2 separate regions of the Danio rerio genome follow, and region 2 is linked to region 1. Evidence: chromatin contacts called from public Hi-C data. All regions are on one chromosome and are shown on one strand. The core of a region is the stretch at or near the end of the contact, and the rest is flanking DNA. Distances in the headings are between cores, read along the strand shown.

Region 1 (7,909 bases), core at 3,644-6,143:
GCAGTGAAATTTAAACCACACTGAACTAAACCAAACTAAACTAAACTAGAGCTATAAGCTGCTTTAACACAATCTATATTGTAAAAGCGCTATAGAAATAAACATGAGTTGAATTGAATTGACTTATTTAGACATTAGGCTGTAAGAATTTAATGTTGGTCAAGCTCCTGCACTTTTTACAAATAATCTGCAAGCAGAAAAACTGTAAACAAATCTCAAATTGTGTCAACTCTGTCCTGGACAAATTCATAGTATATTTTCATTGTAATGTGATTATAAAATGTATATTTTCAGAAAGGTCATAAGTCCCTTTAGCAACCTGACTTTTTAGATTATTGAAAAAAGTCTATTTATAATAATGAAATAATGGACAAAACATTTATTTCCCAATAAATTATGCAATTATTGCACATTCTTTTAAAAATAAAACCCAAGATCTAAAATATTTTGTCAAACTTTGAAAATGGCCCTTATTGGTTATTTAAGAATTCACACAAGATGCTTTGCTGAGGTTATAAATAATTAATTTATTTTTATAAAAGTTGAATATGACAGTGAAAAAACAAGATGACTGGGTGGACAAAAGCTTTATTTAGTGAACTAAATATGGAGGAACATTTAAAAAATAACAGGTACAACATGAAATATTAAAGGGTTCATATAAAAGGGTTGTAAAAGAGTTCAAGAATTTAACTTCTGTTTTTACTAACAACTGCAAACCACTGAGCCACCATGCCACCTCCACTTCTGTTATCAATTTATTAATTTATTCATTTTCTTTTCGGCTTAGTCCCTTTATTAGTCAGGGGTCGCCACAGCGGAATAAACTGCCAACTCATCCAGCATATGTTTTACTCAGCGAATGCCCTTCCAGCTGCAACCCATCACTGGGAAACATCCATACACACTCATTCACACACATACACTACGGACATTTTAGCCCAGTGTTTCTCAACCACGTTCCTGGAGGACCAACAGCACTGCATATTTTCAATGTCTCCTTAAACACACCTGATTCAGATCATTAGCTCATTAGCAGAGACTGAACGACCTGTGATGGTTGTGACAGACAAAGGAGAGATCTAAAACATGCAGTGTTGGTGATCCCCCAGGAACGGGGTTGAGAAACACTGATTTAGCTTACCCAATTCACCTATACTGCATGTCTTTGGACTTGTGGGAGAAACTGGAACACCTGGAGGAAATCCACGTGAACACGGGGAGAACATGCAAACTCCACACAAAAACGCCAACTGACCCAGCCGAAGTTGATGGGAAGTAGTTTTAGTAAATTAAAACTGTGTCAGTCCAGTTTTCAAAGTTGAAGTTCAGTTTAGTTCAGTTCAGTATGGTTTAAGTTTCGTTGGAAGTACAAACACTGAAGACCAAATCCATTAATGCGCAGCTCCACAAGTCCCAAATCAAGCATCATCAGGGAGGCTATTTCAGAGTTTAGGAGCCATAATTGAGAAGGCTCAACCTCCTTTAGTAGACTTTGCTATTCTGGGTACTACCAGAAGCCCTGAGTTTTGAGATCTTAAAGAGCCGGTTTGATTGAAGCGAGGGAGAAAGTTGGTTAGATAATCAGGAGCTAGTTTATTTAAAGCTTTATGTAAGAAGTAATATTTTACAATCAATATAGAACACAATAGTCAGCCAGTGTAAGGAGGATAAAAATTGTGGTGATATGATCATATTTTCTAGAGCTGGTAAAAACTCTGGCAGCTGCATTTTGTACTAGCAGAAGTTTATTAATAGAGGATACAGGGCAACCAACAAACAGAGCCTTGCAGTAATCCAGCCTAGAAGTCATATAAGCATGAACTAGCTTATGATATAATATAATATAATAGTGTGCAAGATAACACTGAAAGAATAAAGTTGATAAACAGGCAAAAAACAGTAATGAAATAAACTTTTCAAACATCTTAAATGTGAATGTTTGTGTTGAGATATATGCATTAACCACACTCTATATGCCACAAGATTAAAACAGTGGGTAAACAAACGCAGATGCATGTGTACACCCCAGTGAAGAGGTGACATTGCTAAAGATGACGCTCCCTTGCTGACATTCCAGACTCCACGGCATTCCAAGACTGTCATATAATCTGCCTAGATGCATGTTTGTTTTTCTTTCCTACTCTAGCAATCTCAACATGATGGTAATTCATCTTCTCCCAGCGTGCAGCTGATGATAGGGCTATAAGGAGCATCTGTGCCAGTGTCAAGCTTTCAGTTCATCAGAGAGGTCTTTTGATCATTTGCATGTTTTCACAATCTTTTTTTTTTATTTGCTATGATCTTCGTATACATTAGCATAATTTCATAAACATAATTGATTCCTTTTTAGACATCTGCAATTGGAGGAATGCGAAGACATGCTGAGAGACAGATGTTGCATTTTCAGCTTATTTTTATATATTTTTACAGTTTCTTACTCTAGCATAAATCAAGTGAGAGTACATAAAATGATAAAACGCTATAAATATAACAAACAGCAGCAACCAAGAATAAAGAATTTAACAAATTATAAAAAGTTTTACCAAAATCTTTCTTAAAAGCATCATATTTACAATAAGGAACATCAAACATTGGGAAAATTGATACAAAATAACAATTTAGCAAGAGTTATTTATTGTCAAGTCTTAACAAAGACCATCAGGAAACTTCCATATAAAAATATGCAATTTAAATCTACACAGTAAAACTCAAAAAGTTAAGGTGACTTAAACCATTTGAGGAAGCCGATTAATCAAAAACTAATCCTAATGAGTACTGTGAACTTAATCCATTTGAGTAAATCAAGCAATTTGAGCACAGTAAAACCCAATAAATGAAGAGAACTCAAACCAACTGAGTACTGTAAAACCCAGTAAGTTAAGGCAACTCAAACCGTTTGAGGAAACTGATTGCGACAAACCATTTGAGTAAAACAAACTAATCTATATGAGTACTGTGAACTTACTCCACTTAAGCTGAGGTAATGAGGTATTTAATTAACTCATTACCTTCAACGCTGAGTTCAAAACTCTTTTCAAATGAGTAGAATTAACTTTTACTCAATTTTATAATTTTATCCTCCTTACACTGGCTGTCTGTTAAGTTTCGTATTGAATTTAAAATATTCCTTCTTACCTATAAAGCTTTAATAAACTAGCTCCTGTTTATCTAACCAACCCTCTGTTTCGCTACAATCCAACTCGCTCTTTAAGATCTCAAAACTCAGGGCTTCTAGCAATACCTAGAATAGCAAAGTCATGTAAAAAGAGGTCGAGCCTTCTCATTTATGGCTGCCAAACTCTGGAATAGCCTGCTGCTCATGTGATATTGCTTATATAGTACATTGTTTCCAGAATGAATGGAATGAGAATGTTCCCAGACCTTATTTTTATATAACTATATTACATTGAGGACATTTTGGGCTTTGGCTATGTATGGAGCACCATTAGGTGGCAAAAATATGTTTTTTTTTCCAGTGTACAATTTGAATTTTGTTGAGAAACCTTAAATTCATCAAAGTCCAATTTATAAATTCATTAGGTCCAAACGGATTTGAATGCATTATGATGGTTAAAGATGTTTGTGAATGTCCATCTTAATAGCTGGCAGTTAAATCACAACCTGTCCTTCTCCTTATTTTCTCAACTGAATGGCAAACCAAGGTAACCAGGCCTAACGATTCAGCTGTTCGCCACACTCATCCTAGCCATCAGCACTGTACTATATTTACCAGCTTCCTGGGTTACACAAGCCCACCACGGGGTGTGCACAAGCCCTCGACCCCTTCCTCTGTCCTCCGGATAAGCTGGGTTCTCTGTTCCTGCCATAGTAAACACACAAAAAGCATGGTGCACAGACCACCGCTGTGGGAACAAACAAGGGGAGGGTCACATGTGAGACCCGAACGACAGCAGCAGACTGTTCTAGGTAACTGGAATGTACACAGCGACCTCATGGCAAACTCCAAACTTGAGACCTCGTGTCTGTCTCCACGTAACTTTGGACTGTGCCGACTTTGAAAGAGAAACTTTGGAGAAATGTATTTGCTTTTATCCTGCTGAACTGTGCCTGATTCTCTTTGGAACTTGAGCGTGAAGAACAAGCAGGTGAGGTCCCGAGCAACCTTTTTTTTAAAAATAAGAAACAAGATTACATTAATGAAATGCTTTATTGCAGAAATTGTAAAATCTGATAAAAAAAAAAAAAAAAACTTTCATCTAAAAAGTTGTAAATGTCCTCTTCTATGTCCTAGTAATGTAATAAAACAATAATAGTAGCATTAGGTAGTTCTAGCTATGTTGTTAGCATCGATTTTCTTATGGTAGTTATTATTACTCAGAGTTTGGGGTCTATTTTGAAGCGATGTTTTTTAAGTCCCACAGAAATATGATATAGTCTTTTTTTTTTCTTTAGGGAATACTTTGAGTCCTTGTTGTGGCATCTCAGAAAGGTGATTAATATTAAGTATAAAAAAAAAACAATTAGCATCCTAAAATAGACATCAGACAGGGGCCATGTGATCTGGAGTGAAATAAAATCAGTAGCTGTCTCTGGGGTGATTAGACGACTTAGTGTTGATAATAGCCCAATGAAAGGTCTCTGTCTAAACGGTTAGACTGTCAAGGGCAAACCTACCGAGGGGATCAGAAACAGCTGGCAAGTGATACAACGGCGTTGATAAACTTAGCTTTGATCAGGAAATGTAGCCAAGTTCTACACATGCATGCATTAAAATGATTTAAGAGACACTGAAATAGAAAGGTGTGGTGTAAGAACTGAATCATGTGAGGCAAGGCAGCAAAAAGGGACCTTAAAGGAAGGGAGAACAACAGTAAACTGTAATGTCTTATTGAATGTTGATTAAACTCTGAGTTCTTTCCTTTTGCAGCATGGCTAGTACATCAACAGAGGTCTTTCCATTCAAGGACCAAGAACTCTCCACACAGCTCCTGTTTCAGCTGAACATACTTAGACAGGAGCAGATTTTTACTGATGTGATTTTGTGCACAGAAGACAAGGAGATACCATGTCACAGAAACGTCTTAGTTTCCAGCAGCCCGTATTTTAGAGCCATGTTCTGCAGCAACTTTCGGGAGAGCAGCCAAGCCAGAGTGGACCTAAAGGGGATTGCATCAGAAGTCATCGAATGTGTTGTGGATTACATTTATACTGGTTCCATCACCATAACTATGGAGCTTGTGCTGCCTCTAATGCAGGCGGCCTCTATGCTGCAGTATGGGAGACTCTTTGAGGCTTGCTCGACTTTTCTGCAGGAGCAGCTTAATCCAGAAAACTGCTTGAGCATGATCCGGCTCTCAGAGATCCTTCATTGCGAAACCCTTAAGGAGAGAGCCAAAGAAATGGCCGTGCGCTGTTTCTCAGATGTAGCTGCTTCTGAGGACTTCTGCGAACTTACCCTTCCCGAGCTAATGTGCTACCTAGAGGACGACCGACTGTGCGCTGAGGAAGAGCAAGTTTTCGAGACATTGCTTGCTTGGATCCATCATGACCCCTTCTCCCGCAGAGGAGCCATACATGACCTCTTTAAGAAGGTCCGGTTGAGGTTCATCCACCCAACGTACCTCTTCCAGTTTATCGCCAATGATCCACTTGTCCAGTCATCTACGCTCTGCACCGAGATCATCGAGTCTGTCCGACGTCTTATGTTTTCTGTTAGTGCCAAATGTACCAAAGAACTGAAGCCTCTATGGACCACACCACGTCGTTATACATGCCGAGAGACTCTGGTTGTGGTTGGAGGTCGCAAAAACAATGAACAGACTTCTCGAGAGGCACTTCTCTATGACGAACGAACTCAACGGTGGCAGTGGCTTGCTAAGCTACCTTTGAGACTTTACAAGGCGGCGTATGTTTGTATTCACAGCATTCTGTATGTGGTGGGAGGCCTCAGTCTTAGTTTGGTATCTGGAGATAGTGCAGTTAGTGCCACAGTGTATACCCTCTCATTGAAGACCAACCAATGGAGGACTGCCGAACCAATGCTGGAGCCACGGTATGCCCATCAGTGTGTCTCCTACCTTCACTTTATCTTCGCTCTTGGTGGAATCGGGCAAGATAAGCAGATATCAAATACAGTGGAGCGCTACAACAGCATGTTCAATCAATGGGAGGTCATGGCACCAATGCCCACAGCAGTCTTACATCCTGCGGTAGCAGCCAATGATCAGAGGATTTACGTGTTTGGTGGCGAAGATGCCTTGCAGAATCCAGTGAGATTAATACAGGTCAGTCATTCAGAAAAGATCACTTGTGATTCGCTCAAGTTGTGATCCCACATGACAAACCCCTCTCGTTCCTCACCAAGGTTTATCACATTTCCCGCAACTTGTGGTCTAGACTGGAAACCAGGACGGTGAAGAATGTTTGTGCACCTGCTGCTGTGATAGAAGACAAGATTTATATTGTTGGTGGTGAGTAAAATATGAGTTACTGGTTTTGATCAGCTCTGAAATCTGAAAGATGTAAACCAGGGGTGTCAAAAACCTCCTGAAGGTCATTGTCTTGCAGAATTTATATCCAACCAAACATGCTGAAGTTTCTTGTGAGTCTAAACAACTTGATTAGGTGATACAGATGGGTTTAAATAAGATATGAGGTAAACTCTGCAGGACAGTGGTCCTCCAGGAACAGGACTGAACACCCCTGGTATAGACTGCTTGTTAATATAAATGTCAGGTCAACCAATCACACGGCAGCAACTTAATACATTTAGGCATGTAAATGAACTGCTAAAGTTTAGAGAAGGGTTTAAACCAAGGGTGTCCAAACTCTGTCCTGGAGGGCCGGTGTCCTGCAGATTTTAGCTCTAACTTGCCTCAACACACCTGCATGAATGTTTTTAGAAAGCATAGTAAGAGCTTGATTAGCCAGCCTAGGTGTGTCTGATAGGGTTGGAACTCAACTTTTCAGGACACAGGCCCTTAAGGACCAAGTTTGGACACCCCTAATATAAACAGGTCAGAGCCAGCTCCAAGTAGGTAGGACTTGAACTCCAAGTGGGTGGTACAAACCTAGAATTTTTATTTAAAAATATTGACTCCAATATTGTGCTTTATGAATGCTTACACCTACCCCAACTGCACAGTAACCTGTTGTGTTTTATTAATGTCTACACCTACCCCAACCCTAAACATAACCCCACAGTAAGGGCATACTCGCACTATGATAGCCGAACCGTGCCCAGGCCCAATTCCTGAATTGTTTGAGAACTGTGAGTGATCTGAATCGGACTTAGGCACGGTTCACTTGTCCGGCTCTATCTCATGTTTGAAGAGGTGTGCCAGAGTGCGGTTTACTTGGGCTCAAGCGCAGTACGCTTGTAGTGTGAGTGCAAAGTGCGCCTGAGCCCGAAACAGAAGACAAGATATGACTTTTACGCTGTTTTATGTGGATTTATTAATCATACTTAAAATTCAATGAACACAAACTTTCGTACGGGAGACGGGAGGGGGGACAAGCGTGCTTCGTCCCAGTTCAAGCTAACTGTACATACTGTGAGTAGGCCCTAACATGGTGTATTATTGTCTACTCCACCTACACCACCTAAACCCAAACTACTTGTGGAGTAAGTCCCTCCCACTTTGGAGGTCACCCAACCTACTTGCAGTGTAGTCCCTCTGACTTGGAGGTCTCCTGGCTGCAGTGATACCTACTTGAAAGATTAGACCAAGCAACAGTATGAGTGAATCATTTAAGTGACTGGATGATTAAGGCTGGTATGAGGATTTGAAAAACGCTGAGATGTTGTATTAAACTTTTCAGGATACACAAGAAGAGTGATCGCCTATGACACCAAAGCAAACAAATTTGTGAAGTGCACGAACATGAAGGAGAGACGGATGCACCACGCAGCCACAGTCATCAACAACAAACTCTACGTGACCGG
Region 2 (7,909 bases), core at 3,591-6,090, 110 kb before region 1:
AAACTATTATGTTTATAAATGTGTTGAAAAAAAAATATTTTCATCAAACAGAAAAAAATAAACAGGGATGCTAATAATTCTGACTTCAAATATATAACTACAAAACTCCAAAAAAGTTCCATGCGCTAAATTTATGTTAAGATAACATAAATAAATTAATTTAACTTATCAATTTTTACAAATTTCAGTGGATTGAACATAAATAGTTAAGTAGTCCCCAAATAACCTCATGAGTTGTGTTGTTTCAGCTCATTTTAAATAGGTAGTTTGAACAAACAGCAAATGTCATTATTTAAATGTACTTATAATATTAATTAAATAAATCCCAGCAAACACAATGTCATAAGACATTAATAATAGGTTAGATTTAGGTCGCCAGCATCTAAGGACTATGTTATTTTGACGTCCAATAATGATGTGAAATGAGTTGATATTTTGTTGATTATAGGTTGTGTTGAAATGTGACCAAATCCAATGGTGAGCCAACATAAACCTAAACCAATGTCATATTGATGTCAAATACTGACATTTATTCATAAGGTATGGCAATCATAATCCAACGTCTGATAGACGTCATATTGGTAACTTCCACCCAGCATCAAGCTGTAACATTAGACATTGATATTTCATTGCTAAAAGTTTTTAGGTTGTGTTGGAAAGTAACCAAAATGCAATGTCTATCCGATGTTGGACATTGATGTCAGCCTGATGTTGGGTTCTGACTACAACCTGATTTTCATTTCCAAACAAAATGCAACAACCCACGACGCTGGGGTACACTGTAATAAAATTCAGGGTTCCACACAATTCATTTATTTTGTCCCAACACAAATCAACTAAGTTAACATAACAAATTTTTGTGAATTGAACATAAAAATCAGATTCCAAAATAAAAACATCCAGAACTGGATATTGCTTTAAGCTTATACTAAATAAGCAGTTTGAACAAGCAGCAAAAATGTTTTTTGAGTGTACAACATCAATCTGATGTCATGTTGAAGTCCTGTACCTGCTGGGATCACCTAAATATACTTAAGGGAAATTCACTTGTTTGTCACAGTTAGATACACTTTTATTATTGTAGACTGTAAATAATCTGTAAATTAACAGTTTGATGTATTTAGTGATTTTTTTTCTCATTAGTTTATACTTTGAATTGCTTTACGGAATCCTGAGGTTTCCTTCAACAACTTTTGATGTTTAAAGTTTAAAAATGTTACCTTTATTAACTTTTTAATAGTTTTAGGTGATATAGTATATGGGTTGGTGTTGTGAATTATTGTAGAAAAAATGTTAATAAACTGCAAGCACTTTTCTGATATTTTACATAATTTTTAATTCTCTATTCAATATATTACTGTTTTACAATATGTTGTTTCAAACTACTATAATGTCAATAAAAGTCACTCTGTTCAACTACAAACTTGAATTTTCAACATATGTAGACAGAGCAAAAACCAAGGTCATTTATTCATTCATTTTCTTTTCGGCTTAGTCCCTTTATTAATCAGAGGTCGCCACAGCGGAATGAACCGCCAATTTACGCAGATGATGCCCTTCCAGCTGCAACCCATCACTGGTAAACATCCATATACACTCATTTACACACATTAACTACGGCTAATTTAGTTTATTCAATTTACCTATAGTGAATGTCTTTGGACTGTGGGGGAAACCGGAGCACCAGGAGGAAACCCATATGAAGACGGGGAAAACATGACAACTGTTAATTAACACACATTATTTAGTGTATGTTTGCATAAATGTAATTTATAATCATAATAATTCTTTATTTTAACCATAATATGTTATATTTAAAGCTTGTATATTTTACATGCATTAAATTGTATAAGTAATACAAATCAATGGTGTTTTTGCTATCAGTAAGTTAATGTTATCATTTTTATAAATAAACTGAATTAGTTTTTGTTTTTATTTTCTGTTTTGGTTTTCATTTTAGTGAAACTTTTAACATTTTTTTTCAGCAATACTTTACCCACATTTTGAAGAAAATGTTGCAATTATGAAGTTACACAAACATGTATTTAAGTGGGTGAAGTATACATTTTTTAAAAATGTTGGGTTCCAACACAATTCCTTCATGTTGTCCCAAAGGTTAAGTTAACTTAACTGTTTTTATGAATTTAAGTGGATTGAAAATAAAACAATAAACTTGACTTGTCCACCAAAAAAAAAAACTCAAGAATTGTGTTGATTCAGCTCATTTTAAGTAAGTAATTTGAACAAATAGCAAAAACATTTTTTTTTGTGTGTGTATTCTATAATATTATTTCATAACATCCCCTTTTTCTGTGTGCTTACTTTTCAACTCAACCTCTGTCCTAGAGTGCTGAATTCAGGCCAGAATGAAAGAGAAAGCTTAATGAGCAGTTTGACCTGAGAGTCAGGTAGTTCCGCCCCCTCCACTATGACATCACACTATCTTGCGTAAGGGCCTGATTGGGTATCAACAGAGTCGCTGGAGCGTCTCTGTTGTTGGGCTACTGCCAAAGAGCGTTGCACGCCATGGAAGCAATTGCCAAACATGTCGGAGCCGGCCTTGGGTGACGCTCTTATAAAAAGTGCCACTGTTCGTGCACTACTCATATTATCTTGACACTAGTGACATTATGAGTCACTACAGAGTGCATGAAGTTGTCTCGGAATCAAAAGATGATGTGATGGGATAAGGTCACATTTAAGGGCCTGTTAGCGGCTTAGTTTTGATATGCAGTCAGGCTTTTGACGTGGTGATAGATAAAGGGGTGTAAAGTGGCTCTGTAACAACCTGCGTCACAACGTGTCAAATGCATGGACTATTAATCCGCCTGAAGTGATGGTAATGCCGTCAGCTATCAGTGGCAGGACTGAACTGTCTATAGAGACTTGATTTGAAGATTTACAAGAGCACCCCCGGAGCCATTTGCGATGTATTTAGTTTACCGACAGTACTGGTTTAAAGACAGTTTGCTGTTATTAATGTCAGATTCTAGAGTTCTGTGCAGAAATAAAAAGAGCTGGTGATCAAAGAGTGAAACTAATCCAATTGTTTATGTATTATTGCATAAATCTGGAGAGTTAACATTCGAAACAACTTTACAAAGTCTTTCAAATCCGACTTGAGTTAAAGCAAAAGGCTTGATCGTGTTCAGTAAATTATAAAGCAAAAGCAACAATGACTTAAGACTTGAGACAATTAAGACAATGACAAAGACTTAATGCACATTCCCAAAAACGTTTCTGAAGGTCTTATTATTTATGGAACACAATACATCAATGTGTTCTTTAAATGTTCATTTATGAGGTGAAATTGAATTTAATAAACCTTTATAAAGCAAAAAAGTACCAAAAGTAAAGTAAATATTATGATATGTTTATTAGAAATTTACAAAATTACACGAGAATGTGATATAAAAAGTCTTGTTTTCTGTGAAATTTACCACGATAAAATGAGTTTGATTAAAACAGAACAATCTAGACTAAAAATGTATTTCAAAATTAAACAAATAAGTAATTTCATACAGTATTGACAGAGGTTTTTGTTTGTTTAAATCGACATGCTGTTCTCATTGATGTAAAAGAAAATGTTATTTCTTTACTTTGTATCTCAGGTAAATCTTACTTAAGGATGTTTAGAAATATTCAGAGACAACTTTACTGAGGAAGGTGTTAACCTTTTTGCAGGGGATGTTAAATTTACAGTTTTTCTCAGTCGCTTTGGTGCATTTCCCACAACACGTTTTACATTTGCACAACAGTTAATGCATTTCTCAATACAATTAGTCTTTTGTGCACATCCTAGTAGCAGTTTCTCAGTCCTTCCAACAAATTGCAAATGCATTTGGACATGCATTAATTGCTTTCATACAACTCTCTGCTGTTTATAACATTATCATTTGCTTATGCCATGTCAGTCAAAATTAACTAAACTTGTGAATGCTGAATAGTCATTCCATATAAAACTAATAGTCCTCATTTCATTACATACAAAAATGTTGAACTAGTTGTCAAAATCTGTCAAGCTAATTTTTTTTAATGTATATTTTTTTTCCTGAAAATGTCTTTTACATCGAACAATTTCATGAATGATTTACAGACCTTTGAATATTGTAGGTTCAGTTCCAAGATGTACTGCAATTATGTGTACAGTTGTGCACTGCTCTACCTAAAGGAAGTTTATGTTTGTCGTAAATAAGGGTGTATTTATTCTTTTGCACAATGCTGTGAATAAATTAGAATTGTAAAGAGCATATGCAGTAAAAATGTGAAACACACATATTCAGTGTCCTGTACTCAGATACCTCACTAAATGCATTGATGGCTAACTTTACTGTGGTTTTCGAATGGCTGTGCAAATAGTATACAGTGCTGTCTTGAGCATTTTCAGGAAGTGTCACCAACATCTGATTTTTTTGCATTGGAAAAATGTGCAGAATAAACTGTCATAATAAAAACATGACAAAACCATCTTGTTCATAAACAATGGTGTCAGGACTTTTCATCTTGATGACACCAACACTTTCATTGATGTCAATACTTGCTATCCATTTTGAGAAGTTGTGCCACGCTTTTGCAAATTATCAACTGGGTTTTGCAGTTTGTACTAATTGTTTTGAGAAATGCATTAACTGTTGTGCAAATGTAAATAGTGTTGTGAGAAATGCACCAAAGCAACTGAGAAAAACTGTAATGCCACGACTTTATGAATTTAACAATTTCTGCTCTCATTTAAAGTCTTAAACTGTAGAACTGCAACTTTTAAAAACTTTTTAATGTCCAGCGGCAGAATTCATTCATATTTACAAACATTCATACTTCATTATCAGTGTTTTGTCACACTCGTGTGGAGATGTTAGGTACTACAAATATACGTTTTACAAATATTAATGATAATTGAAATCGTGAAAAATTATGAACAGAATTTTAATAGAATAAAAAATCAAAATAGTTTAGAAAACAATTCAAGAATGGATTAAATAAACTTTCCAGAGAATGGATTAGATAAACTTTCCAAATATGCAAAAATGCACAGATAAAACGTGCAGTTCTAAGCACACATGACATCAGTACACCACCAGAGGCCAGTATTTCAGCAAAAGCTTATGGTTGTTGTCAGCCTCAGGCCTGTTGAACAGATGGTTTGATAGTTCTCCGTGCTAAGTGCAAGCATCTGTTTCACGGTCTGTTTCATATATCCACGAATCCAAAACATTCACCCACACAACACGAAGATTTACTATTTAAATTGATATATTGTCAGCTTTAGTTAGTGTTTTTTATGGGGGTTAAAGGTTTGAATCAAACTTGTGAAGCTAACCCCACCATTTTGAAACTTACAAAACTTTAGTCACAAACATTTACTTAAAACGTACAAAACTCTGCTATTTAAGCCAGCCTACCTGAGGTTTAAACGTGATTCAGATGGTCTCTGTCACCTCATGCTCACATCACATTAAACATACTGAAGTCCTGTGTCTTAGAAAATATGTTGCCTTCTCTAAACTGTAATCATGCGGTTAATTAAACCGCCATGTCTGGTTTAGCTCAATGGTTAATTGACAGGTGAGGGCGGGGCAGTAGCCTACTTCTTGGTCTTAGAAAGTGCTCGACAACATGAGTGCATACTTCGAATCCAGAGAGAAGGCCTTATATGCGCCCTCAAAAAAGTTTTGACTGCGTTTACTCATATGGTTTACACTCATATTGTAGCATTAGATTAGATTTAAATGTTATTAAAATACAACAAAATATTAATATAATTGGTAAATTTAGTCTTAGTTACAAATACGCAAAAACTACCATCAACGAATCTGTAGCCTAACCATTTAAGGGTTATAATGGAAATTGTACAAGTTTTACTGGACATCATAATGATGGTCTTTTTTTTTTTTTTTGGCAATGTGTTGCCTTCTTTTTGGCATGTTAAAACCACTAAATCCTACATGTCCCAACACAGTATAGCATTTAAATTTAGCTTATTAATTGAGGTTTTTTAACTTGTGTTGATGGTTTATAATGTTTTAATGGTCACCTTTTTGCTGTGAGGCATCTGTGCCGACCACAAAAAAAATAAAAAATAAAATAAAAAATGTATTATAATGTATTATAACTATAAACAAATCACTTCCTATCCATCTGAGATTTCTGTGTATAAAGGCTTCAATTTTAATTAATAGTATTGCAGTAAAGAAGACTACATATGAACATGAGTCTATTAATACTTTCTGATAAAGCATTTTCAGAAAGGGTGATCTATGCTTTCAGACAAAAAATAACCGAACCATCACAGAAGTTTTAATAGTTTCCAACATAAACACGACTAAAAGTTAACCATTAAAACATTACATTTTGCAAGTTTTAGGGAAATACTCCAATAGTATTTAGTGTCTTAAACATGCTACAAATACAAGGAAACAAAACAATTACCAATTTTCATTAAAACTAATACATTTGCCTTTAAAACCATCACAATTTCTTTGAGGATTTTCTTTTGATTTTTAAAGAATTATTTGATAGGTGCACATTCAACTGCCTTCAAGAAACAGTTGGCAGTTGATTCTTGGCAGAATCAGGATGAGCCTTCAAGAAACAAATGGTCAACATGTCATCACTTACAGTAAAAAATTATTCAAATTATATAAATACTCAAAAACTCAACTACATTTGCAGATTAATTTGCTTTTTAGTGTTTACAGAATGGCTTTATTTTAGCTTACATTGGCAGAAACAACAACAAATGAAGCTTCTGTCTAAATCAACACTCATCGGCCACTTTATTAGGTACACCTTACTAGTACTGTTTGGAACCTCTTTTGCATTCAGAATTGCCGTAATGTTTCATGGCATAGATTCAATAAGGTACTATAAATATTCCTCTGAGATTTTGGTCCATATTGACATGATAGCATCACGCAGTTGCTGCAGATTTGTCAGATGCACTTCCATAATGTGAATCTCCTATTCCACCACATCTAAAAGTTGCTCTATTGGATTGAGATCTGGTGACTGTGGAGGCCATTTGAGTACAGTGAACTCATAGTCATGTTCAAGAAATCAGTCTGAGAGAAATTGTGCTTTATGACACGGCGCGTTATCCTGCTGGAAGTAGCTATCAGAAGATGGGTAGCCACATTGTGGTGGGATGTGATCAGCAACAATATTCAGGTAGGCTGTGGCGTTGACACCATACTCTAATGGGCCCAAAGTGTGCCAAGAAAATATCTCCCACACCATTACACCACCAGCCTGAACCGTTGATACAAGGCAGGATGGATCCTTACAGATTAGCAGTTTCAGAAGTACGTACTCATCTAGCACCAACAACCATTCCACATTCAAAGTCACCTTTGGTCCTCATTCTGATGCTCGGCTTGAACTGCAGCAGATCGTCTTGACCATGTCTACATGCCTAAATGCATTGAGTTGCTGCCATGTCATTGGCTGATTAGAAATTTACGTTAACGACCAGTTGGACAGGTGTACCTAATAAAGTGGCCAGTTGGCATATACTAGAAATGGCCTAAACATGCTATAAGCGCTTAGCTATTAATTACCAAATGATTGGAAAACTCACTGACAGCGTATTAAATTAGCTTAAAATCTATTTTTATGTCCTTATCTACCCTTTCCTCAGCATTTATGCTTTTCTGCTTCATACAAAATATGATTCAGCGTCTCTAATATTTCAAAAGGCTTTTTGTCTCCTGCGAGTGACAAATAACATAGGGAATTTTGCAACAAATCTGAGAGGGAGCTAATCTTTTAATAATCTTACAGTGCTGCGAATGTGAGCTGCTGTACAGGCTTGTTCTCCCTCAATGAGATCACGGGTTTGACAGAGCTCTGTTGGCTCGCTTATATCATTACCCTCCTGGTGGAAGTGAAACTTTCAGAGCAGCCATAATTTCGC

The links. Hi-C and Micro-C count contacts between places; a contact is called where the count stands out from the background.
Region 2: a Hi-C map of an unstated tissue shows a contact between it and region 1, with 3 times the contacts expected there. The contact joins the enhancer-like site here to the promoter of klhl38a in region 1. A contact is called at or near these places in 4 of 18 Hi-C or Micro-C datasets (embryo, hematopoietic stem cells and an unstated tissue).

The regions. Positions count from the first base shown.
Region 1 is chr19:35,547,349-35,555,257 of GRCz12tu, reverse strand. klhl38a (kelch-like family member 38a) reads left to right here and starts at 4,893. Exons shown (of 3, transcript NM_001044885.1): 1 at 4,893-6,248; 2 at 6,329-6,434; 3 at 7,786-7,909. The coding sequence starts at 4,893.
Region 2 is chr19:35,656,977-35,664,885 of GRCz12tu, reverse strand. No RefSeq gene overlaps it. Among named protein-coding and RNA genes, the nearest start is that of trib1, 14 kb to the left of the region's middle. Within about 2 kb of position 4,840, at least 14 of the 62 cell types and tissues checked have an H3K27ac peak or open chromatin away from gene starts, as enhancers often do.